Regions from separate parts of the Mus musculus genome. Here all the other regions are linked to region 5. Evidence: chromatin contacts called from public promoter capture Hi-C data. All regions are on one chromosome and are shown on one strand. Each heading gives the region's core, a stretch centred on a gene start, on an enhancer-like site or on the middle of the called end of the contact. The rest is flanking DNA. Distances are from core to core; before and after follow the strand shown. Region 1 holds the start of Zap70 (zeta-chain (TCR) associated protein kinase). Region 2 overlaps Tmem131 (transmembrane protein 131). Region 3 overlaps Zap70 (zeta-chain (TCR) associated protein kinase). Region 4 overlaps Tmem131 (transmembrane protein 131). Region 5 holds the start of 4930556I23Rik (a long non-coding RNA gene).

What was found. Promoter capture Hi-C pulls out the DNA fragments that hold promoters and counts their contacts.
Region 1: a contact with region 5 is called in a promoter capture Hi-C map of pre-B cells. The contact joins the promoter of Zap70 here to the promoter of 4930556I23Rik in region 5. A contact is called at or near these places in 7 of 39 promoter capture datasets (the 3T3-L1 cell line, HPC-7-derived erythroid cells, embryonic stem cells and 3 more), 2 of 484 Hi-C or Micro-C datasets (embryonic stem cells and pancreatic cancer cells), 6 of 115 datasets of contacts at active chromatin or transcription factors (embryonic stem cells, large pre-B cells, memory CD8 T cells and 2 more) and 1 of 9 other capture datasets (embryonic stem cells).
Region 2: a contact with region 5 is called in a promoter capture Hi-C map of HPC-7-derived erythroid cells, with 7 times the contacts expected there. The contact joins the enhancer-like site here to the promoter of 4930556I23Rik in region 5. A contact is called at or near these places in 10 of 39 promoter capture datasets (the 3T3-L1 cell line, 3T3-L1-derived adipocytes, HPC-7-derived erythroid cells and 7 more) and 1 of 115 datasets of contacts at active chromatin or transcription factors (large pre-B cells).
Region 3: a contact with region 5 is called in a promoter capture Hi-C map of hippocampal neurons, with 5 times the contacts expected there. The contact joins the enhancer-like site here to the promoter of 4930556I23Rik in region 5. A contact is called at or near these places in 10 of 39 promoter capture datasets (HPC-7-derived erythroid cells, cranial neural crest, embryonic stem cells and 7 more), 4 of 484 Hi-C or Micro-C datasets (cerebellum, cerebral cortex, embryonic stem cells and 1 more) and 2 of 115 datasets of contacts at active chromatin or transcription factors (forebrain and large pre-B cells).
Region 4: a contact with region 5 is called in a promoter capture Hi-C map of frontonasal cranial neural crest, with 3 times the contacts expected there. The contact joins the enhancer-like site here to the promoter of 4930556I23Rik in region 5. A contact is called at or near these places in 8 of 39 promoter capture datasets (the 3T3-L1 cell line, the C10 cell line, cranial neural crest and 4 more).

What each region holds. Positions count from the first base shown.
Region 1 is chr1:36,760,219-36,764,975 of GRCm38.p6, forward strand. Zap70 (zeta-chain (TCR) associated protein kinase) reads left to right here and starts at 1,580. Exons shown (of 13, transcript NM_009539.3): 1 at 1,580-1,724.
Region 2 is chr1:36,799,388-36,803,906 of GRCm38.p6, forward strand. Tmem131 (transmembrane protein 131) reads right to left here. Exons shown (of 41, transcript NM_018872.2): 33 at 2,438-2,565; 34 at 1-16. Among named protein-coding and RNA genes, the nearest start is that of Zap70, 40 kb to the left of the region's middle. Within about 2 kb of position 2,609, at least 17 of the 459 cell types and tissues checked have an H3K27ac peak or open chromatin away from gene starts, as enhancers often do. A contact at or near this core is called in pre-B cells, where this site is marked.
Region 3 is chr1:36,782,542-36,787,253 of GRCm38.p6, forward strand. It overlaps Zap70 (zeta-chain (TCR) associated protein kinase), which reads left to right. Exons shown (of 13, transcript NM_009539.3): 13 at 1-279. The coding sequence ends at 43. Among named protein-coding and RNA genes, the nearest start is that of Zap70, 23 kb to the left of the region's middle. Within about 2 kb of position 2,825, at least 50 of the 459 cell types and tissues checked have an H3K27ac peak or open chromatin away from gene starts, as enhancers often do. A contact at or near this core is called in cerebellum, cerebral cortex, forebrain and 2 more, where this site is marked.
Region 4 is chr1:36,886,933-36,891,346 of GRCm38.p6, forward strand. Tmem131 (transmembrane protein 131) reads right to left here. Exons shown (of 41, transcript NM_018872.2): 2 at 2,332-2,393. Among named protein-coding and RNA genes, the nearest start is that of Tmem131, 50 kb to the right of the region's middle. Within about 2 kb of position 2,274, at least 8 of the 459 cell types and tissues checked have an H3K27ac peak or open chromatin away from gene starts, as enhancers often do.
Region 5 is chr1:37,611,795-37,616,120 of GRCm38.p6, forward strand. 4930556I23Rik (a long non-coding RNA gene) reads left to right here and starts at 2,713. Exons shown (of 2, transcript XR_373329.1): 1 at 2,713-2,773; 2 at 3,105-3,579. It overlaps Cracdl (capping protein inhibiting regulator of actin like), which reads right to left. Exons shown (of 10, transcript NM_028096.1): 8 at 2,687-2,874; 9 at 1,543-1,687; 10 at 1-602. The coding sequence ends at 463.

The DNA.
Region 1 (4,757 bases), core at 330-2,829, 850 kb before region 5:
GTGGTGGTGTTGGCAATCGAGTTGACCTCTCTGGAAGGCTGAGGCTCCATCTCCTCCCCTCCCAGGGCACCTGCCATATTTTTCCCACTTGAGGTCTGATGTTCCTTTAGCTATGGAGCCAAACATGGCCTGCCTAGTTTCAGCTGCCTGCGCACTCGGGCCTCTCTGGCCAGTGTGAGGCAGAGGGAGGTTTCCTAGAGGAGGCCAGGTTGCTTCTCCTCAGAGGCACACCTGGAGGTGTTGGGGCACAGGTTCAATTTTTTTCCTAGGCTCTGAGTTCACAGTTTACTGGACACCCCCCCTCCCACCAGACGCGCTGAGTTCCCTAGCATCCGGTAGCCCTTCCCTCTGAAGTTCAAAGGACGTGCCTCCCTCTTGCCACCTCATGGGACAATGCTCCTATCTGTGGCGATCTGCATCCTCTCCTCAGTGAAGCAGACATACTGCGGGCTGCAGCTATGACACTGTTTCCAGTCGCAAGCTTCTGGACACGAAGTGGGACAGGAAGGGGCTTGTGGCTTGCTGAGACCAAGATGTCCCTTCTCTGAGCACTGGAGATTCCCACCTCGGAGGAGGAGAATGCCGCCCATTTCCCCCACCCCCAACCCCCATCCCCGGCCCCTGATGCTTTCAAGTAACTGGTGTGGCTCCCAGAGACCTTGGGGCAATGCACATTTCTAGTATGATCTAGATATGTGAAGTGGTCAAGGTGGTAGACCCTTGTGGGGCTGGACTAGAGTGTATGAGTGTCGGGGGACCCCGCCTACTTGTCCCAGCTCCAGAGCCAGTTCTTCCCAGAGCTCCTGTAGAATAACCCTGCCATCGTGGCTTTTTCTAGGTGAACACCAGCCTAGCTCTGGAGTCCCAGTGGGCTCACCCCTCCCTCACCCCAGCTTTAGAGCTTTAGAGCCTGCCTCTAGGGTTCCGGCAGAGGCCTGCCCCTGGATGCTTCCAAGAAATTGGGCACTGTACTGTCTAGATTTATATCAACTTGACACGTATTATAGTTATCTGAGAGGAAACCTCAATTGAGAAAACGCTTCTATAAGGTTGCGTTGTGGGCGTCTGATGGTGGGTGGAGCCATTCCCAGGCTGGTGGTCGTGGGTTCTAGAAGAAATCAGGCTGAGCAAGCCAGTAAGCAGCAGCCCTCCATGGCCTTCGCATCAGTTCCTGCCTCCAGCTTCCTGCTCTGTTTGAGTTCCTGCTCCAACATACTTCGATAATTAGCTGTGGAAGTATAAGCCAGGTAGACCCATTCCTCCCGAACTTGCTTTGGTCACTGTGTTAATCACAGTAATAGCAACCTTATCTAGGACAGGAACACATTGGGGACCCCTCCTTTCCAGAACTTGCCCTTCCCCCAACACTCCAGGTGCCCCCCTCAGGTGGGGGCTCACTGTGGGAAGCAGCCTTTGCCCCAATCCCTGGCTGCTACAATCCCCACCTTCCTCTTGTGTTCCCGACACCCTGCGGCTGGTACTGCGTGACCCCGGAAATGTGCTCTGCCCCGCCAGGAGCATGTGGCCTGTGATTTTCCTTCCACACAGCATTTTGTTGCTTTGACGTCAACTTCAAACACGGCTCTCTTTCCTGTCTTCGCATCAAGGAAATAGGCTGAGCTGCAAAGAAAGGTGCTGGTGAGAAAAAGTGCTCTGGGGACACCAGGCCTTCCGGCTGGGCCCTGCCGTACCCTGTGAGCTGTGATAGCCTCGAGGGTGTCCAGGTGAGTGGCCACCCTTTAGCCTTTGGTGGAGGGAGTGTGACTGGGTGTCACTCCCTTACTCTGATCTCTGTGTGAGGAGGGTGGGGTCCGCAGGGGCCTGAGGCTGGGCTTGGGTAGGCCCAAGTGGTAGGGACCTGAGACTTTGCAATCGGTGGAGCTAAGGGGCGCCCTTGGGGAAACAGGTCACCCGAGGGGTGCCGGTGTCTTTTTCTGGGTTCCTAGACTCCTGTTGGGTCGGCTCCTTGGCTTTAGAAAGCAGCACAGGCAGGCTGGTACAATAGGCCTGTGAGCTTGGACAACAGAATGTCAGTAGCTCTGGAGAGGGGCTCGAGTCAGGCTCCACTCGGAGTCAGGTCATGTTAAAGCAGGGGAAAGGAACTATCACTAGATCTCTGCTCCGTAGCTGTGTGCTCTTGACAGTTGTCTTGGCCTCTCTGAATCTGCATTTAAAAAACAGATACAGAGTTGGCTGCCTGTTAAATGCTTGCCTTGTTTGTTGGCCAAGAGGCTGGAAGAGGTATCTCAGACAGTGAGGCCTGGCAGAAAATAGCAGGGTTCCTGTGAACGGTCACAGTGACATTCATTGCTCTTGTCTTAGCTAGGACATCAAACACACAGTAGGTGTTTACTGAAGCCTTGCTGAAAGATTGGGGTCACCAAGTCCTAAGTTGGAAAATCGAAGGTGTCACCTGCTAAGGTTCCTCTGACAAACCCAAAGTTCACCTGACCTTCAGTTTTGCCTTTGCAACCCCCGCAGATGCTCTGGTGGGCCAGCAGCCTGGAGGGTGTTAAAGTTTACACTTTTTAGGGCCAGGGGCCTGGGTCCATTTAGATCTGCCTGCTCTTTATTGCTGTGTGACCTTGGGCAAGTCACCCCACCTCTCTGTGCTTTCACAGTTTCTGTATCTGACACCTCATTCAGTGTTCAGGGACATAGGTGCCATATAGTTAATAGGTTGTTAGGATGCTAATTGTTATCATTAGCTCTGGAGGGTCTCAGGCCCTGATCACAGATTCTGGAAACTTCCACGAGGCCTGCAGCATCTGAACCACCCTATACTGACCACCCCTGCTCAGGCCCAAGGACCACAGGAACGGGGTCATGCTGACCTAAAGCCAGCTGACGCCGCCTGTCCCCAGTGGGCACTAGTGTCTGGAGATGTTTTTGGTATTAACTTGGGCAATCCCGGCATGCAATGGGTAGATGTCAAGAATGCTGTCAAACACCCCTTCCCACGGCCCTTCCCTCACCATTCCTCTACTCTATGGGCACTGTCCTGGGTCGCCCCAATGTTTTCTACCTATCTTTTACTGTCCTATAGCTGGATATCTAGAGAGCAGAAGCTGCCTTGCTTAGGGGGGTCACGTCATTTCTAGAATCCAGTCAGTGGAGGCTGGGCTGGGGTTCTGACCATTCTGCGGGGTTGGAGGGACATTGCCCCATCAATTGACATATGCTCAGCGAGCTAGATTTAAGACCATCTCTGGCCCCCACCAGCCTCAAGGCCTTGGCAGTCCAAGTAGTTCGGCTGCAGTGTTGGGGTCTGCGGGGACATGGAGTCCCCGGGGACTTGGCTCAGAGCTCTACGGTCTCTTCTGCACCGTATTAGTTGGAAACATCAGTTTCTGTTGGGCCTGAGTGACTGTGGGTCAGGTTGCGTGCCTGGCATAGCTTCTCCGAGCCTCAGTTTCCCCAGATGAGGAATGGCAGTATCGGTCCCCAGGTGGCAACTGTGCTGAGGAGCAGGTTAAGTGGAGTAGATCCTAAAGGATGCCCCACAGCCTCGTAAGGAATCGCCGGCCTTGTTCTCTGTGTGGGAGGAAGCGGGGGCTAAGACAGAAAAGGGGCTGCTGTGGTCTGTGCCCGGAGGAGCCAGGCTCAGGGCAGTCATAGAAAGAGCAACAGACAGTGACCGTGAGGGCTGGGTTGTGGGAGGTGCGAGCTGAGGAAGGCTCCCCCTCCTAGGCACCTGATGCATCCTAGGAAGGATGGGGTAGGGGGGCATGGCAACATGAACTTTTCTAGCAGAGAGAGGCAGCTGGAATCCTGGCATAGAGCCAGGACAAAGGCATGGCTGGCTTTGATCCCTGAGCAGATCTTCTCACCTGTGTGCTAGATGGTAAAGCCCCCAGGCCTCCTATTCCCAGCCCTCCTTGTGACCCTCATGCTTGCCAGGCCCTTGAAGGGGTATCCCTGTTCATTACAGCCAATGATAGTCCTTCTTGGCTCCTGGATGTTTAGTGGCAATGAAAATGAAGCATGCAAGGGACCAAGATGTCAACATATTGATACATGTGTATCATATTTAGTGGTAACGCTAACCAGGAGATGAGCTTGGTGTGGAGAACCACCTAGAGGCTGTGCTATAGGGAAGTCAGGGGACAGACCCGAATGGAATGGAGGAAGGGGGTATCTAAGCAGTGCAGAGGCCCACAGCTTGGACCATATTGTTGCGCTTCCACTGAGGGGCTTGAGCAAATGGACTGAGCAGGTTCCTGTGGTGGGAGGGAGGACAGAGTGGGTGTGTTAGCACAGGAAGGAACTGTGCTTGGGAGCTTGGCAGCTCTGAGCGGCATCCTTGGCCCTGTCTCAGAGCATCCGGGAGCCCAGCTTTCTGGCCGGGTCCATACCACCATTCTCTAGGAGATCTGAGACCCTGGGATGCAAATCTGTCTTGGAAAACCAGGAAGGAGCCTGTTACCCTCTGTGGTGTGCTTACTACAGGTAACTGCAGGCACTGGTGCTTATTGTATGATATAGATGGGACTCTGCTGAGCAAGTGTCTGTCGTGAGGAGCTGGATGTGGCCTAGAAATAAGCAATTGTGACTTCAGAGGACTCCGGGTAAAGGCTATGGGGTTCAAGGTGGAGGGAGAGCACAGGGGGCTAAAACAGGGAGAGAGTGATTCTGGATAAGTAAGAGAACGTCCGCAGACCAAGTGTGACGGCACATGCGAGTGGTCCCAGTACTTGGTGGGTAGAGGCAGGAGGGTTGGTATATAGAAAAGCCTTGTTTCAAGAAAGCAAAGTGTG
Region 2 (4,519 bases), core at 1,359-3,858, 810 kb before region 5:
CGGTAGTTCAAAGGAACTGAAAGACAAACAAGGATGTAGACACTATTGGTCCTGGTGTTTAGGCAAGGCTGTAAGTCACCAAGAATGGAAGTAGCCCATAGTTCAGTTGTGTGCCTTATTTATAGTTTCCTAAGCCATTACCTAGTTCTAAACTTGGACTCTGTGCACTAGACATTCTGGGAGTGTGTATGTATACACGTGTACACGTGAGGGTCTAACCTCTGCTTCCCTGATTGGAGTGCAGTGTCTGCTTCAGGAAATATGGGCATGAACTTGCTGCACGGAACCAGCAAGGGCAATTGTGCTACGACCGAGCCTTTCCAGTACCACACCGTGCTCCTGAATGTATTTTCCAACAGAAATTCTGACATGGGTGGGAGTCAAGTTCTAGCCCCGTAGAGAGAGCATCAGCTCAAGCAATGCCGCAGGGCAGGACAGAGGTGCTCTTCACAGCGCAGGTTCTGTGATGCCCATCAAGGTGAAGTCAGGCCTTGAGAAGGCTGCCGACGGCAGGACGGCTGACAGTCTGCTTGCTGGGACAGGTCAGAAAGTCTGTACAAATCTATTTTCTTCCTTTCCAGTGCTGGGTGGTAAATCTGGGGCTTTGTATACGCCAGTCAGGTTCTTTCCCACTGAGCATGCTCTTTATTTTGAGACAGGCCTACTGAGTTGCACTGGTGCAGCTCATGCTAGCCCTTGAGTTTTTGATCCTCTTCAGCCTTTGAATTAAAAAAAAAAAAAAAAAAAAAAAACAGCCCACCATAGCCAGCCTTGAACAGGCATTTTTTGAGCTGTGCCTCTCAAATGTCCTTAAGTATGCTTCCTGCACCCGAGCTTATGTGTGTGACGTCAGCACATCCCTCAGACCCCGCGTGTCACATCAGCACAACCCACCTTGCTCGGCTGTTCAAGCTCTTTCTGTACCCCTCGAGCCCCTAGTTCTCATTTCTAGGCTGCTAATTTCTGCTAGGTTCAAGGTCAAAAATAAACCACTGTACTCGTTCACAGTAGAGTTCAAACATCAAAATAGCTCCAGATTTTTAGACCCAGTAGCCCCCAAATCACCATGGCTCTTCCACTCCTTGTTAGACCAAGAAAATAAGGAAGGCCAAGTGTGACTTCATGCAAGAGCACACACTGCAAAGACGCTTGTTTAGATTTTTTAGGGGGTGGGTCCAGCTTAGACTTTATAAGGGGGTGGGTCCAGCTTAGACTTTATAAGGGGGTGGGTCCAAAGCAGTGTAATAAACAAACTGGAACAACAACAAAAAGCCCCACCCGCCCCTAAAACAAACAAAAACTCCAAGAATGCCATTTATGGGCAGTGTTACACAATTTTCTGTTCTTCTACTTCTGGCTGGCAGGGTTAGTTTAAAATTCCATATTCTAAAAATGGCAGAAGACTCCTAAAACACAGACACTCAACCTTCTGGTAGAGGCTGTGTGAGCTATTTTTAGGTAAGTTATCTGTAACTGTGGGGGTGTCTATTTTACAAAGTTTAACTTTGCCACTGTAAAATTAATTGGCTTTAAAGTAAAAAAGGTGCCAGACTATTTTATTTTTTGCTAATTCAATATTCCTAAATTAAGCCAGATGGTTTCCCAAAAAAAAAAAAAAAAAAAAAATTTAGAGCTTTTAAATAAAATGGACAACAGCCCACTGACTTGAAATGATTCCATCATCAAGGGTGAGAGAGGTTCAGATGCCAGCTTGGTCTTGGCTCATGTCTTGCACCCTGGAGGCTCTTTCTGGGGTCCAGGGAGGTAACAATGATAAGAGAACCCCCATCCTTCTCGCCTCACCTCCCCATCTGCCATGAACCATCACCTCCACAATGCTAACCCTGACATCAGCTCAGTAGGAAGATGCTAGCCCAGCTTATGAAAATACGAAGAACTCTTAGTCAACAACCCATTAGCTCAACACATCCTTTTTCTTGGGAAGCAGTCCACAGAAAGCCTCCTTATGGGGCCTGCCTGAATTCTGCCCTGTGGGTACTAGACTTCTTCCATGGTAGGCTTGTCTCATTGGGGACACCATCCCAGAACATGATTCAGGCAAGAATAACTCTTCCAAGGTTTACAGCACAGAATTCTAGATCCCAACTGCATCCCTGGTTTGTGACACTGCAGACGCCAAGCTCTTGAGAAAAGTTAGCTCCTTTACCAGTGGGTGACCCGTCAAGGTTACTTCTGTCCACAGGGTAGGTACTGTGGGTCTGTATTAAACCAAGCCTTCACAACAGACTGCTAACCCTACCCTCACATGCCTGGCATCAGAAGCAGGTGCAAACCCCTAAGCATCCACCTGACTAGTAGACATTAGACACGAGAGGCCTAGTGGAACAGCAGTGCATGGCTTCTGCTGCTCACACCCTCCCTTAGAGAAGTGACTGGAGCAATGCCTGGCTCCCACCAACAACCCCACGATACTTACCTGCCTTTCACATCTGTTGGGATTTCTTTCTTAGCGTTTAAGAGCTTTTTGCTCTTGGGCTTCCCTTGAGACAGTTCACTTTCCTGTTTTTCAGGCACGGCTGGTCTCCCCTTGTGCTTCTCTGTATCCTGTAAAGACACAGATGCAGGTGCTCAGAAGGATTAGCAAGATGATGGAAATGAAACCATAACCCAAGACACAGCCATACACGGCAGCCTGAGGAATGACAGAGCCCCACTGCAGAGCTCCTTGCTGGCCTGTAGCTTTCTGTGTAAATCAGGCTTGGCCTTGAAATCCATGTTCACACGTCTGGGCTGCCTGAATGCTGGGTTTACAGGTGTATACAGTACGATGCTGTCCGCATAAACTCCCTTCTTGAAATCTGTTGAACCTCTATCAATGTTTTAGCTGTTTTTAACTTAGTGTAATCGTCTTTTGATGAGTCTTAAGTGTAAAGTCATTCAGATTACATTTATGTGCAGTGGGCAGTGGCAGCATCAATTAGTAGCTTCTTACTAAAGTACCGTGAGTAAAACCTGGTCTCTACTTATAAGACTGATCCAGTAGAGGTTATACGGCTGTATGTATGTATGTCTCAGTACTCTCCCCACAGTGCTGTGTGTATGTATGTCTCAGTACTCTTCCCAGTGCTGTGTGTATGTATGTCTCAGTACTCTTCCCCGTGCTGTGTGTATGTATGTCTCAGTACTCTTCCCCGTGCTGTGGGTATGTATGTCTCAGTACTCTTCCCCGTGCTGTGGGTATGTATGTCTCAGTACTCTCCCCGTGCTGTGGGTATGTATGTCTCAGTACTCTCCCCGTGCTGTGGGTATGTATGTCTCAGTACTCTCCCCGTGCTGTGGGTATGTATGTCTCAGTACTCTCCCCGTGCTGTGGGTATGTATGTCTCAGTACTCTCCCCGTGCTGTGGGTATGTATGTCTCAGTACTCTCCCCGTGCTGTGGGTATGTATGTCTCAGTACTCTCCCCGTGCTGTGGGTATATGTCTCAGTACTCTCCCCGTGCTGTGGGTATATGTCTCAGTACTCTCCCCGTGCTGTGGGTATATGTCTCAGTACTCTCCCCGTGCTGTGGGTATGTATGTCTCAGTACTCTCCCCGTGCTGTGGGTATGTATGTCTCAGTACTCTCCCCGTGCTGTGGGTATGTATGTCTCAGTACTCTCCCCGTGCTGTGGGTATATGTCTCAGTACTCTCCCCGTGCTGTGGGTATATGTCTCAGTACCGGCTTGCCAGAAGATGCTATACTTCTCTAGTCATTTGCTAAAATGGGAACTAAGTCCAATGCTCCAGCACAAGTTACAAATGAAATGGGATTAGACAGGGCACCAGGCCAACTGCAAGGCACTGCAAAGGGACAGTGGGACATGCGCATCCTATGTGAAACATGAAATCACCCAGGGAACAGAGCCGGGACTGCTTGTGAACTGATTTTTTAGGCCGTTAGATGGAGACCAGAAGCCAGATTCTGATCCGCAGTGTAGATCTGAACACACTCACCTAAAACAAGAACGAGTTGGAGCCTGCCTTTCCACTCAGCACTTACAAGCCACACTGCTGGACACGTGCACGGGGGGGGGGGGGGGGGTGGGGGTGTGGTGGTGGGGGGGTGGGGTGTGGTGGTGGCATGCTGGGCTCTGCTGCACTATTCTGAATGGTATGTCACTGCTGGATGCTGACCTCATGTGCTCATGTATCCTAGGCTGGGCTCTGGTTCCAGTGACCACTAACGGCATCTTGAACCTACTCTGTAGTGACAGTTTTGAGAATTCTTATATTCCAGTTTCTTTAAAAAAGAATGTTTTAAAATAAGAATGTTTCTGTTTTAACTCTAGGTGTAAGGTTGAAGGGCTGCTCGGACTGTCCATAGCAGCTGACCGTGATTTGCCTTGTGCCCTAGAAGAAGTATGGTTTTCCAGATGCAAATAATTTCTGTGATTGTATGGTGTTTGGAATTCCAGGAACTTTTCAGAGGGAACATAAATTCGAAGGCCCCGAGAGGTGGGTTGGGTGGTTACTGGTCGTTTAGTGAGGTTTGGTTGTGGTTTGTTAGTGGCCATGT
Region 3 (4,712 bases), core at 1,575-4,074, 830 kb before region 5:
ACCCCCACAGTGTGAACAGGTGGCCGAGGCTGCATGTGGCTGAGCCCCAAGCCTCCCTACACCCTCTGTCCAGGATGACCTGTGTTCAGGAGCCCTATCGACTGTCCCATGTGATTCGCCCCGCCCCATGGGCTGGGGCTGATGGGATATTGGTAAACATCACCAGTGGGCTGAGAGGATGTGTGCTCCCAAAGTCTACTTCCGCTGTTTCTGAGTGGGAGCCCAGAGTCCTCCAGGGGTCACTGTCAGCATCAGAATAAACTCCACTTCTCTTGGCTGAGTATTCTCATCTTCCCTCGACCAGGGCCAGGAGCCTGGGAAGGGCTGGGCAATTGAGTGGAACCAGTAAGAAAAAAACGTAGCAATCTTGTCAGTAGGTCCAGCCCCATGGGGCCCCATGGAAGATAAGGCTGTGGAAGGGTTATCATCAGGGGAACGAGGTGTCAGGGCAAACTGGGAAATGGAGGCCAGGGTGGGTTTGAGTGCTAAGGGCTGTGTATGTCAGGGGCCTCAGCATCCCAGATTGGACACCATGGGCTCTTTTGTAACAGCTACACACCAGGATCAATCACCTGGAGAGGCTTTTACAGACTACCTGCTCCCCTCCCCAGCCAGCTGAAACAGGTTTTCTGGCCTCTTTAGGGGGTCCTCACACCCAGTTCTTATACTTGTCCTGACTGGGTTGTTGCCAGTGTCTGCCCCACACCTGCCCCGGCCCGCCCCCACAGTCACAGCTAGTCCATATCCCCAGGGTCAGTTCAGGTAGAGTCCCACTCAGAACTCCCCAAGTCTTACTGCCTCAGTTTCCCTACCCAAGAAATAATGGAGGGCATACCCCAACAGGTGAGGTGAGATGGAGTCAGGATTCTAATGGTTCGACTGTGCCTGCCACCTGTGCCCTCAGCGAGATTGGCTCCTCCCTCAGCAGCAAATCAGTGCCTCCTTCCCTTGGCCAGAGTGACTTGGGGATGGCAGGGTGCGGGGGTGGGGGGGCATATCACACTTAGAGCCAATGAGAGGTGAGATTTGCTGGGAATTCTGGGGAAGTAAAGTTTGTTGTTATTTGTGGTGGAAAGCCAGATGCTCTGGGAAGGTTCTGGAAGTTTTGTGAGGGTCACAGGAGAATTGTTAAATGGGGTTGAGGGCAGCGAGGAGCCCCGGAGCCTTGACACACGCACATAGGGTCAGCAGGACAATGCTGAGACAATAACGTTAGATCCAGTACAGAGCTTAATTTGGTTTAACTATTAGTTTTCATTCTGTACTCCTAGGTGCGTGCGTGCGTGACGGTGCGCCTGTCTGCCTGCCTGCCTGCCTGCCTGTCTGTCTGTCTGTCTGCGTCTCAGGAGTGAATTGTACATGCTTTCAGGTGTCTGGGAAGGCCAAAGGAGCTGGAATTTCCTGGGATTGTGATGTCTGACACAGGTGCTGGGAATCGAACTTGGTTCCTCTAGAAAGGCAGTAAGCACCCTTGAGTGCTGAGTACTTCCCTACTCTGCCTCATTTTGTGTTGAAGATTTACTGACGGGGCTGAGATGAGGAGGTTATAAGTTGCAGGCGAGCCTGGGTTCCATAATGAGATCCTATATCAACAGCACACACTCCAAACAGGCAAAAAACAAACAAAACAAAACAAAAAAAAACTCAAAAAACCAGAACAAAACCAAGCGAAAACCCCTTAGCAGTGCCTTGAGAATAGGGAGATATGCGTTTTTCATTAGAAGGTGACGTTACTACTGCATATGTAAGCTGTATTACTAATTCATAGACAATATTAAAACTTAAACAGTCTTTAATCTCTTTAAAACTAATAAGTTGATCAAGAAAGAAATTTCCTCAGTGGTAGGATTTTGTGGCTGCTGGAAATGGTTTCTTTTGCAAATATTTCAGTTGCATTAAAATTCACTTGTTATTGGATAATTATATATTTTAATTAATTAATTAGTTTAATGCATGTGAGTACACTGTCGCTGTCTTCAGACCAGAAGTGGCATCAGAGCCCATTACAGACAGTTGTGAGCCACCATGTGGTTGCTGGGAATTGAACTCAGGACCTCTGGAAGAGCAGTCAGTGCTCTTACCCGCTGAGCCATCTCTCCAGCCCAATGACACATATTATTGCACAAACGTTTAAGAAAATAAATACGTTTTTGTTTTTATTTATTTTATCGTCTGCATCACTAATTGGTTTGGTATTAAAACATCCACGTGGGTATCTAGTACACTGGGAAAGGCTTGGCAATGACGGAATCCTCTGAAGAGGTTGTAGTTCTAAAACAATGCCACAAGGTGGCGCCACAGTAAAAGCAAAGGTGGGCTCAGTTCCTGGCACAGGGCGCTCACCTGTCCTTATTCTGGCAGCTTCTGGCTAGGGAACAGAATCCAGACTCGCCTCTGATCTTCAGCCGTCAGTTCCGCCGCCTGCAGAGGGTTCACTCCAGGCCGGTTTGCAGGATGCTTCTTGCCAGCCTCTGGGACCCGGGCTCCGCACCCTCTCGCAGAATACATCCAGGCTCTTGCGCCTTTGTATTTTAGCGTAGCCCTCTGCTTTAGTGTGGCACGCTTTTTTGCTGTTTATAGATTTAGCCCCAGTTGCCCCGGGGGCAGGTTGTTTAGCCCTCCCGTGCCTCAGTTTCTCTATGGGCGCGTCGACTGAAAAGGGAAAGTAAATGTAGAAAAACCAGTGGGAAGATCTCAAAGGTACCGGGAACTACAAGGACGCTTAAAGCCCTGACGCTTGAACCTGGCTTTAGAGAGAAACCCTCCCATTTTCTCTGCCACCAGCAGCCAGGAGGAGGGGGAGGGGCAGCAGCAGCCTAGGAAAAGCGCAGAAGAATGGTTCAGAGTAAGGACTGAGCCCACCGCCGCCCCACGAGGCTGTACGGAGGGACATCTTTCTTTGTTCCTTTCCAGTATCATCTGCTCCTGCAGCCCCGTCCCTCGGTCTCACAGACTTCTCTTAACCACAGGTTCTGCTTTGCCTGTGGATGTCGCCCCTGATCCAGCAAGACCACGACATTCTGTAGCTGATGGCTCCTGCCTTGTACTCGCAGCCTTTACATGTCCGGAGAAGAAACGACTGCGTGACTCAGTCACCATTCAGTTTCGTGGCTTTATTTTTGCACCTGTAAATGTTTTGCCTGCACGTACGTCGGTGCATCCCATGCGTGCTTGTGACTATAGAGGTCAGAAGAGGGTGTCAGGTCCCCTGGAGCTAGGGGTATGGATGGTCGTTGGCCACCTTTCAAGTGCTGGGAACAGAACTTACTCCGCCTGCTCCCCAGCCCCCTCCCCCGCCCCCGTTTTCGTTTATTTGTTTTTGAGCCGGGGTCTCCTGAAGTCCGGGATAGCCTAAAAGTCTGTGTAGCTAGAGGCGACCTTGAACTTCTGTTCCTCTTGGCCTCCACTTCCTGTGGTGGGATTACAGGCAGGGGCCAGCATTCTTAGTTTTATGGGGTGCAGGGGAATGAACCCCAAGTTTTGCACGTACTAGGTAAGCTCTCCCCCAGCTTGCTCAGTTTCTGGCTCAAGCTGGCCTTCAACTCATGCGCTGTCTGCCTCAGCCTCCCGAGTGGGTCCCCAGTCTGCACTGCCCATTAGGCTCACTGTTGGGATCCCACAGCCTATAGGGATGGGACAGGGCCTCAGACCAAGTGGGTTTGGAGGTGGCATGGCTTTAGGGACAGCTATTTTGGACTTGGGCTCTGGGGGAAACTGGGGACTTATGTCTGTAGCACCTGTTAAGCTGAGAGTCTGAACTGGGTGGAGCCAGCTGATGAATAGATACGGTGGGCGATCTGCAGGCCCCACGGCTCAGGACTCTGGTGGCTGATTTGTGGGGGGTGTAGGGCTGGGTGGTGACATGTCTCACCATGTGAGCTTCTGGCATCTCCTCCTCCACTGGGTCTCCACAAGCACACACACATGAACATGCATATACCACACATGTACCACACACATGAGAAACGCGTCTATTTTTGATGTTGTATATGCATGTCAGTGTGGATTTGCGCACTTGAATGCAGTGCCCAGGGAGGCCAGACGAGGGCGCTAGAGCCCCTGGAGCTGAAGTTAAAGGTGGTTGTGAGCCACCAGATATGGGTGTCAGGAATTGAACTCCAGTTCTCTGCAAGAACATGCTGCTAACTGCTGAGCAGGCTCTTTAGCTTCTCAGAAGCACAGAGAGCAGGGCGAGGAGACGGTTCTTGGCAGTGATGAATACTGGAGAGAGAAAATGCATGAGCCTATTTCACCAGGCGATAAATGAGCCAAATTCATCCCGAACGGCTAGGGAGGATTATTTGGCCATAAAAGGAGTGAAATCTGGGCACCTGCTATAATATGTGAAACCTTGAAGCATCATTCGAAGTGAAGTAACCGGACCTTACTGGACGGGCCTTGTGCTCCCTTCACGTGGGTAGTCTGGGGCAGCCACAGAGTGGACTAGACAGAGTAGGGTAATGAATACTGACTTTCTGCTGGAGCCGACAGAGGACTTCTGGAGACAGACAACGCTTCATGCTTACACACAATAATAATAAGGCCGAACATTTTTAAAGATTTATTTATTTTCAGACACACCAGAAGAGGGCATCAGATTCCATTACAGATGGTTGTGAGCCACCTTGTGGTTGCTGGGAATTGAACTCAGGACCTCTGGAAGAACAGTCAGTGCTCTTAACCACTGAGCCATCTCTCCAACCCTTAGAGCT
Region 4 (4,414 bases), core at 1,024-3,523, 730 kb before region 5:
GAAAGGGGTGCCCTACAGGAATGATACATGCCAAGACTCAGGAGTAAGAAAGGTGTTAGTAGCTTCCTGTGATCTACCCCTTAGCACTAGTACAATGTTCTGCACACTGTACTTGTCAGGGTGCTATTACTATTTTGCACAGTATAACTGATTTAATTTCCCAGGGAGTTGTAATTCTCTCCAACCTGATCTTCAGATCGAGTGTAAGAACCACCCAGCACACACAGAGTTTACAGGTGCACATGGATAGCACAACATGGAAAGGTTATCAAGGACCATGTCTATCTAAGAGGAAGGAAATGAGAATCAAAACTTTCAAAAGTGTAGTTGCAAAGACAAACAGGCTCAGGACACCCAGAAAGCCAGCTCCAGCTCACACCAGCAGTCGACCAGGAGACACTGTCACTTCAGAGTAAGTGGGTAACAAAGTTCTGGAGGACACCCAGCAAAGGACATGAAACAACTGAACAGCAACAAGGGAGCTCTGCCCTCTGCCTCCACTGAAAGTTATTTTAGGAACTGTAGCTGTACCTAAGGAGAGCAGCCAAATAAAATTCTAAATTACGATCATCCATAGTGTGCTTGTGGATGGATGGATGAGCACATATGTGTGTGGAAGTGTACATGTATGTAGGCCGAGGGTCAGCCCTGGGTGTATTATTTCTAGGAAGTCATTCACTTGGTTTTTTGAGATAGTCTCTTCCCTGGACTTGAAGCTCACTGATGGGCTAGGCTGGCTGGCCAAGGAGCCCCAGGATCCTCTGTCTCTACTTCCCCAGCTCTGAGATTTTGCTCAGCTATGCTCAACTTCCTCACGTGGGTGCTGGGGATCTAACCTGGGTTCTGATGCTTGCTATGCAAGCACTTTATCAACTGAGCTATCTTTCCAACCACATAACCTGGTTCTTCAGCCAGACATAAGACATACTAAACAAAACAAAAAGCTGACAAGCTAAACTTCATGAATAAAGAAATTCTGTTTATTTGAAGTCACAATTATCTAAGTCAAAAGACCAACGCATCAAGTAAGAACAGTGACAGGATACAACAGAGACAGGAGGGGGCTTCTAGTGGGCTGTGCCAAGGTCTTTAAATATAAATCAAGAAATTCCCTCTGATGGGATTATAAATTGGAAAACTACTGTCACTGGCTTTTAAAAACAAAGACATAGATGGCTTGGCAGGAAAAGGCATCTACCGTCAGGCCCACTTGAACCACACAGCAGAAACAGCTCAAACCCCCACTGGTTGTCCTGACTTCCACAGACAGCCACACAAACATACATGCAGAACAAAATGTGAAAAACATTTCAGCTTTAGACACATAACCTATGCCATAAGAGGCAGTGCAGGTATGTAATCCCGCACCATGCCAGTGAAGGTCTCCACACCCGTGCTCACGGACATGGCCTTGGGCAAACACACACAAGAATTAAAGGGTCCACCCTTGAGAACAAGAATGGGGTTGGAGGAAGCACACGATAGACAGTTTCGGGTGAGAGCAACCAGAATGCACTGCTTACAGGGATGCAAATGTCAAAGAACAAATTTAATCTAAAAAGAAAAATCAGAAAGCTGAAATGGATATAAAGGCATATGTCTGTACTCCTACTACTCAGGAGGCTGAGGCAGGAGGATCCCAATCTTGGGGCATACTGGGCTATTAAAAGGAAGGAAGGAAGGAAGGAAGGAAGGAAGGAAGGAAGGAAGGACGGACGGACAAGACAAGGCCAGAAGACCAGACCCTTCTCAGCAAAGCCAATTGAGGCAGATGGCAGTGACAATGCCTTTCAGCTCTGCAGTTCTTGTTCTCTAGCTGACGAATGAATGAGTTGTCAGAGGATCTGAACTAGGCTTGAAAGAAAAGGCAGAGTATTACCAGACTCCACATTCTAATGTCATGCTTACTACAGTTAAAGATATAGCTTAGCATGGCAAGTGACAGCCAGCCAGACGAGACATAAACCTTGCACTGTGCACAGAAGTTCTTTTCTAGGTAAATGCTGAAGCTACACACACTGAGCCAGTGCTTCACTCAGCACTAACAACCAGAGAGCTCACAGACCCAACCTCATTTGACCTGGCTTTTTTTTTTTTTACATACCCTCACAGCCACAGGACACAAACTCTGACTTACTTACCTACAGCTTCCATACTACACAGGGAGTCCACTGTTTAGAAAAATGTTTACTCTAAAAAGTAATTCTAGTAGGAGGTTCATGCAATAACTCCACTGACTGTCTACAGTTCATAAAACATACTTCAGGAAAACCAGTTACACTGGTTTCCAAGGCAGGAAAGAAGAATAGTCATATTACTCAAGAGAATTACCTGTAGTAGCCCTCCGTCGTCAAAGCGCAGGACTTCTATTATGCTCTCCGACTGAATGAATGCTGTCAAGAAAACAAACCAAACATCACTGATAGGAACAGAAACCCAATTTCACCGTTTGCCTTGCAGTAAATACAATTTTACATTTTAATATATTGCTTACTGGGGAATGTAGACCAATGGTAGGTAGAGTAATTAGCATTTGTGAGGGCCCTGAGGTCAAGACTGGCATCCAGAACAAGCCAAGGAAACACTGCTTGTATGAGAGTAATGGTTACGAGGAAAATACAGCGAATGCTTCAGAACTTTAGCAACTCTGAAATGCTTTGCTATGTAGTCATGATCAATACTAAGACAGCTTCAATAACCCAGCTGTGCAAGGTGCCTTGAAAATACCTATCTACGCCTGCTGTTGTGAGAAAGGTGGAGTCAGATCATCCGGCTGCACATGATCCTGTTGTGTACAGGCATTTGTTTTCCACCTAAGCGATCATAGAGGCACTAGCAAACAAAGCTTACTCTACTGTAAGAAATGATGCACACTAAATAAGGCAGATGACTAAGGCACACAGTCTTGAGGGCAGACGCAAAGGCCAGTAGCTGTGGTGTACAATATGCCAATGATGATCTTAGCATGTAACAAAATCATCTGAAAGCTGTCCACAGGTGTGTGTGTGTGTGTATATATATATATATATGACATTCCTTATAGCAGTTTTATTCATAACCATTCTTTTATGCTGTGTTATAAATGTATGAAGGCAGCTTCCATAGGAGTTAGCGAGTCTGATGCCACTGTACTGTACACTGGAACTGAATGACTAAGTAAGATGTAAGCAAAGTATGTCAGTATATCAAAGTATGCTGGGCCAAGAGTTTACATAGAAGCAAAGGGTGGGAGAGGCTCAGCATAAAGTCGAGATAGACTAATTGCTACAAATAGAAACGCAGGTATGGGGCTGAAAAGATGGCTCAGCATTAAGAGAACTGGCTGTTCTTCCAGAGAACCCAGGCTGGATTTCCAGCACTCACATGGCAGCTAACAACCACCTGGATCTCCAGGTCTAGGGGGTCTGACACCCTCTTCTGGCCTCTGTATACACTGCATATATATATAGTGCCCAGACAAACATGCAAACACCCACACAGAAAGATAAAAACAAATCTTAAAACAACAAAACAAAACAACCCTAAGGGAGAGAGTGAGATGTGTATAGAGCTGTTAGAATAACGAAATATACTTCTTCCTCACTTAACCAGTGACCTCCCCAGCAGTAATGACCACATTTTCACCCACAGCCCACGTTCTGAGACTATTCCAATGGAATGAATTGGGGCTTCTAGAGAAATGCCCATTTCTAGGATTGGGATAAGACATACACAATAGGAGCAGAGCATCCTCAGAAAGTAGACAGTACTAAAACAAAAACAATACAACTATTTAAAACATGCTGATGAGAATCTGTACAGAGAAGTAACAGTTAACAGAGAGTCCCAAGTGACCAAGGCTAGAGCAGTCTAAGCAGTGGACCAAGTATCACAGGGCTGTAACCCAGCATAGAACACCCAAAACAAGGAAACTATACTAAATAAATACTTGGGAAGAGAGAAGGGGGCCATTATCACCTCTCTCCCCTTCCTGGATCCCCCCCACTCCAAGCCCAGGTATTGGGGGCCCTCACTTAGCATTACAATAGATAGCAAGACCAAACCTCAACAACCTAGCTTCTATAAGAGAACAAAAGGGAAGCCAGGCAGTATAAGAAATTAGCTGATTACACTGCCTACCAGGATGGTGGTGTTTCCTGCTCCCTGAGCACTCCAGACTCCTTCATGCAGCAATCTCAAAGATGTTATTTTGGGAAACCCCAGGCATTGTCTGCATTTTTTTTTCAATCACAGAGCCAAACTGTTCTATTTCTGATCACCTCTTCCAGTCCTCAGCATAAATACAAATCCAATATAAATATTAATCATGCAGATGAAACCCATCTTTTGGCTTGGGTGGCAGTGCTGGAGTCTGTGCTGGCACAGTCGACCTTTCCTAGTTACGTTCCCTCTAGTCCTAGTTTATAATCTCATC
Region 5 (4,326 bases), core at 1,463-3,962:
CCCTTCCTCTCCTTCTCGGGGTGGGTGGGTTTCTTCAGGAAACTGGATTGTTAAGTGGGTAGCTGCTCTTGTAAAGGGAATCCCTGCTTTACCACAAACAATCATGCCTATTAGTAAACAAGAAAGACCACGATGGCCCACGGCAAGACGGTGGCCAGAGGCACTGGCTGATGGCAAGAGGCAGCGCAGACCTGGGACTCGTAGGCTCACGCTGACATCTCAGCACAGGAATGGCGCCCCTAAACTTCGCAACATTCTTGCCACAGCCCCTCTGGCCCGGCACTGAGGCTGTCTGCTGGTCTTCTCCGTTCCCCCTGGTTCCTCTCTCTTCTCGGAGCACATCAGAAGCCGTTGACAAAAATCAATCGTAAGTTTCACAGTCTGCTTGCCAAGATTTATTGGCAGTTTAAAACTAAGTGGCTCGTCGGTCCAGTGGACCTCCTTCCCCAGCAGCCTGCCAATCTATTTTATGATTTGGGGCATGTCGCTCCAGGCTTGAGATTTCTTTCTGGCGAGTTCCATCCAGGATGGCTGATCTGTACTGGCGTAACTGGCCCTCTTCAGCTGATGAAGTTCCTTCTCTGTGGTCGCTGCAGCCTGAGCTGCTGGGAGACAAAACAGACAAAAGCAAGAGACCCAGTGTGGGTTTTCGCTAAGCCTCTCCTATAGCTTTAAATATACGTTCCAGTCTCCACTGTGCTCCAGGACACACAATCCCTCAGTGCATAAAGGAGTGAAGACTGAAGCATCGAGTGTGGAGCACATACGATTGGAAGAGTTTCAGAGCAGGCTTAGGTGGTTCCGGAGGCAAAGTGAGTCTAGAAAGGTTCAGGGTCTAACTGCAGAACACCAGAGGTAGGCTGCACGAGGGACCGAGCATACCACCTTCACAACCACCCAATTAAGATGGCTAGTAAAGTACAAGTCTCGTGTCGTTTGACCACAATACAAAGTAAATAAAAAATTAAAAAATATTAGGTTCGGGATGTCACTCGACGGGAGAGTATGTGATTAGTGTGCAGGAGACTCCGGGCTCATCCACCATTTGAGGTGACAAATACCACCTCCCGGAGCTCAGAATTGCATTCAAAACCAGCAGAGACAGGGACCTGTGTTTTATGATTTCACATTCCCAAAAAGGGATATCTCACAGAGACACAAAGTAGGTTAGTGCTTACCTACCCCCAGGGTAGGGAATGTGACAAGTAGGTTTCCTTCCAGTGTGAGGGGGATGTTCTATTCTTAGATTGCTACCAGGGTGGTGGGACTCCGCAAATACACATAATCTCACCGTTAAATACATCCACTGAAATGCACACTGGATATGGGTGACCGTTATCTCATGTAAATTCCTTCTCAAAAAAAGGGGGGGGGGACTACATTAAAAAAACACTGCTCAACATGGCAAAATGATTCAATAACACAAACTCCAATCATAGGAAGAAATATATATATGTGTGTGTGTATGTGTAAATATATATATCTGTGTGCGCGTGCATGAGTGTGTGCCAAAGTATTTGGAAATAAAAGCCAGTCTCATACCCAAGTTCTGATGGGACAGTGAGATTCCTCTCTGTAGCCCTTCCTTGAGGTTCAGTTTTGACCCCTGCCTCTGGGTCACAGCAGGCTTTGCAGGGGTCATCAGGAAAGATTTGCTCCGGACGAAGTCACCCTGCTTCACAGACTCCTACGGAGACACAAAATGACAGGTGCTGCCCAAGGATAACAGACTCAGAGTGGGTAAATACTCCAAGTGTCTTAGCTACAAAATGTCTCTTCCAAGATGCACCCTGCTGCTGGCACTTTCTGGAAAGGGGCTCTGTGCACCGGCATCACCCACCAAAATGCCAGAGCTGACTTGTGCCAGCCTCCTGCAGCCCACGTGTGCATGGTGGCTCCTTGCTTGCCTGGACAGCCCAGTCTCAGCCCCAGATGGTATAGAGCGAGGACTCTATGTGAAAGCCGTAGGGAATGGTTTTATGATACACACTATATGGCAGCAGCTGAAATGGGCTAACATTTCGCACTGTAATTTCCCCTCCTCAATGCTACATACAGGTCTTCAGCTGTGTAGACACAACTGAGGATTGCATTAGCAGGAAGGGAAGCAGGTCCTATTGCAGCGCAGGCTCCCTTTCCTAGACAGCAGAACCCCATTTATTGTACTGGTTAGCAGAGGGTGCATCAGCACAGTTGTTGGGGTTGGTGAGAGCTGTTTTCAGTTGAATACAACATGCAACTCCAGGTTTTGGCTGTGCAGCCCCAGGTGAGGGAAAAGGGAAGCCAGCAGGCAGCAGCCAGAGCAGGCTTCATTTATCATCACACAAGGGGCTGAGGTGGAGCTGGTGACCATATTAGCGTGTGTCTGAAGGGAGCCGTTGTTTTAACTGTCTTCAATTTTTTTCCAGAGGCTGAGCTGCGTTGCCTAGGAGGCCAGAGCAGCCTCGGGCGCCACTGCATTTCTACCAGCCCACACAGGCAAAGAGGCAGCTAGCTCCATCACGGGGTCCACAAGCTGACGTACTGCCTTTGCGCATGTCAGCCATCACGGTAGGCACGGCATCTCTGTGATGTTCATGCAGGACCTCTGTGAGCACAGCGGTACCTGCTCCCACCACACCCTCACAAGATCGCTGCCCTCCTCACCCCACCCCCACCCCGAACGCCACAGAAAAAGAGTGGTAACCTGGGCTCTCTCGGCCACCTTGGCTTGCTTCCCAGTTTCTGTCTTTAGGATCCTCGACCCAGGTTTCTCTTCCTGGTTGACGGGCAGGTCTGGGGCTCCTCTTCTCTTCTGCCGGGCCATGGTGATCCAGGGTGGGGTGGGTTGCCCATCAGCCCCAGGACCTGTAGCCGCAGGAGGCTGACCCTTTTCTGTGATAAAGGCCAAGAAGGAGCAATGTTAGGCAGATAGTCCCACTCTCCCCTTCAGTCCCACCCACAGCTTCTCTCCCATACAAGGTGTGTTATATTGCTTTGCTTGGTTCAGGGGGCTGAGGAGTGGTAGGATTGAGGAGTAGAGTCTCAGAGAGACCCCCACTTCCCATTCCCCCCTGAGCCAAAGCCTCTCTTCAGCAAACTTCATTTTTTTTTTTCTTCTATAGATGTCTCAAATAGATTACCTCCTCTGGTCTGAGCCGCCAAAACCACAAGATGCAGCTGCCACCCCAACCTGTGCACTTTGGAGCTAATTTCTACCAGGGCCTTCTCTCTGGGAGGAGCTGGAATGTATGCACAGATAGGATGCCTTTGATAAGAGTCTACATTTGGGACCAGCCACCCGCCCCCACTCCGGATTTACTTGACGCGCTAAAAACATTCCCTTTGTGGGACGTGATGCCATTTCTACAACCATCTGTCTTCACCTGACACAGGAAGTTGGGGCCTGCATGGTTAACACCGGCTGTTTTTCTTCTCCTGCTCTACATTCTTTTAAAGGGCCCTCTTTGCCCTCTCCTGCCATTTCTTCACTTAGTGACCAGGAGCTCCCGCAGAACTCTTCCTGTGTCTCACCCTCACTCCCATCCCTATCCCAGAGGCAGCTACTCTCTTCGAAACAGACGGAACATTTTCTCAGGGTTTGAACTTTATTTTCTTGGCTAACAACATATTCCTCGAACAGTTCTGATAAGATTAAATTCACAACCCGAGGAACTTGCCATTCCAGTTTGAAATCAGAGCAGAGAAGTAGCTTGTTGAAGGCCAGGCCAGCCTCTCTCACCTCCTCAAAGCTCAGTGCTGGGTACTGAGCACTCTGTCACCTCTTAGCCCAAAGGCACAAGACATAGTTCTGGTAAATTCTTTATAACCTGCACTTGGATAATTTCATCTGAGCCAAAAGATACATTTTTAAAATGAGCATAAAGAGGGCTGGGGGGCCCAGGGAGGAGGGCTGGGGGGCCCAGGGAGGAGGGCTGGGGGGCCCAGGGAGGAGTGCCGGCTGCTCTGCCTGAGCACCTGAGGTTGAGTCCCAGCATCCACATGTGGCTCACAACCATCTGTAACTCTGGTTCCTCGGGTCACGCTGCCTTCTTTGGCATCGGTAGGTAGACACACGGTGCACAAACACTTGTACACGTAGAGTTAAAAACATTCAAACGAGCAGAAAAGTTATATGAGACTGCCTCTAAGGTGGTTTGGCAAGAAGGGACCCCCAGGGGAGGGTGGGGCTCTGGGGACTGCTCAAGTGGCAATGTTTCCAACTGCACTGATGTATGCCCATGTACCTACGTTCACATGCTGACCCTGGGAGTGGGTGAACCCTGCAACTGCACTAGGCTGTGCCAGGAGGTGACCTACAGGCAACTTCATGGAGCACTGGCCTGA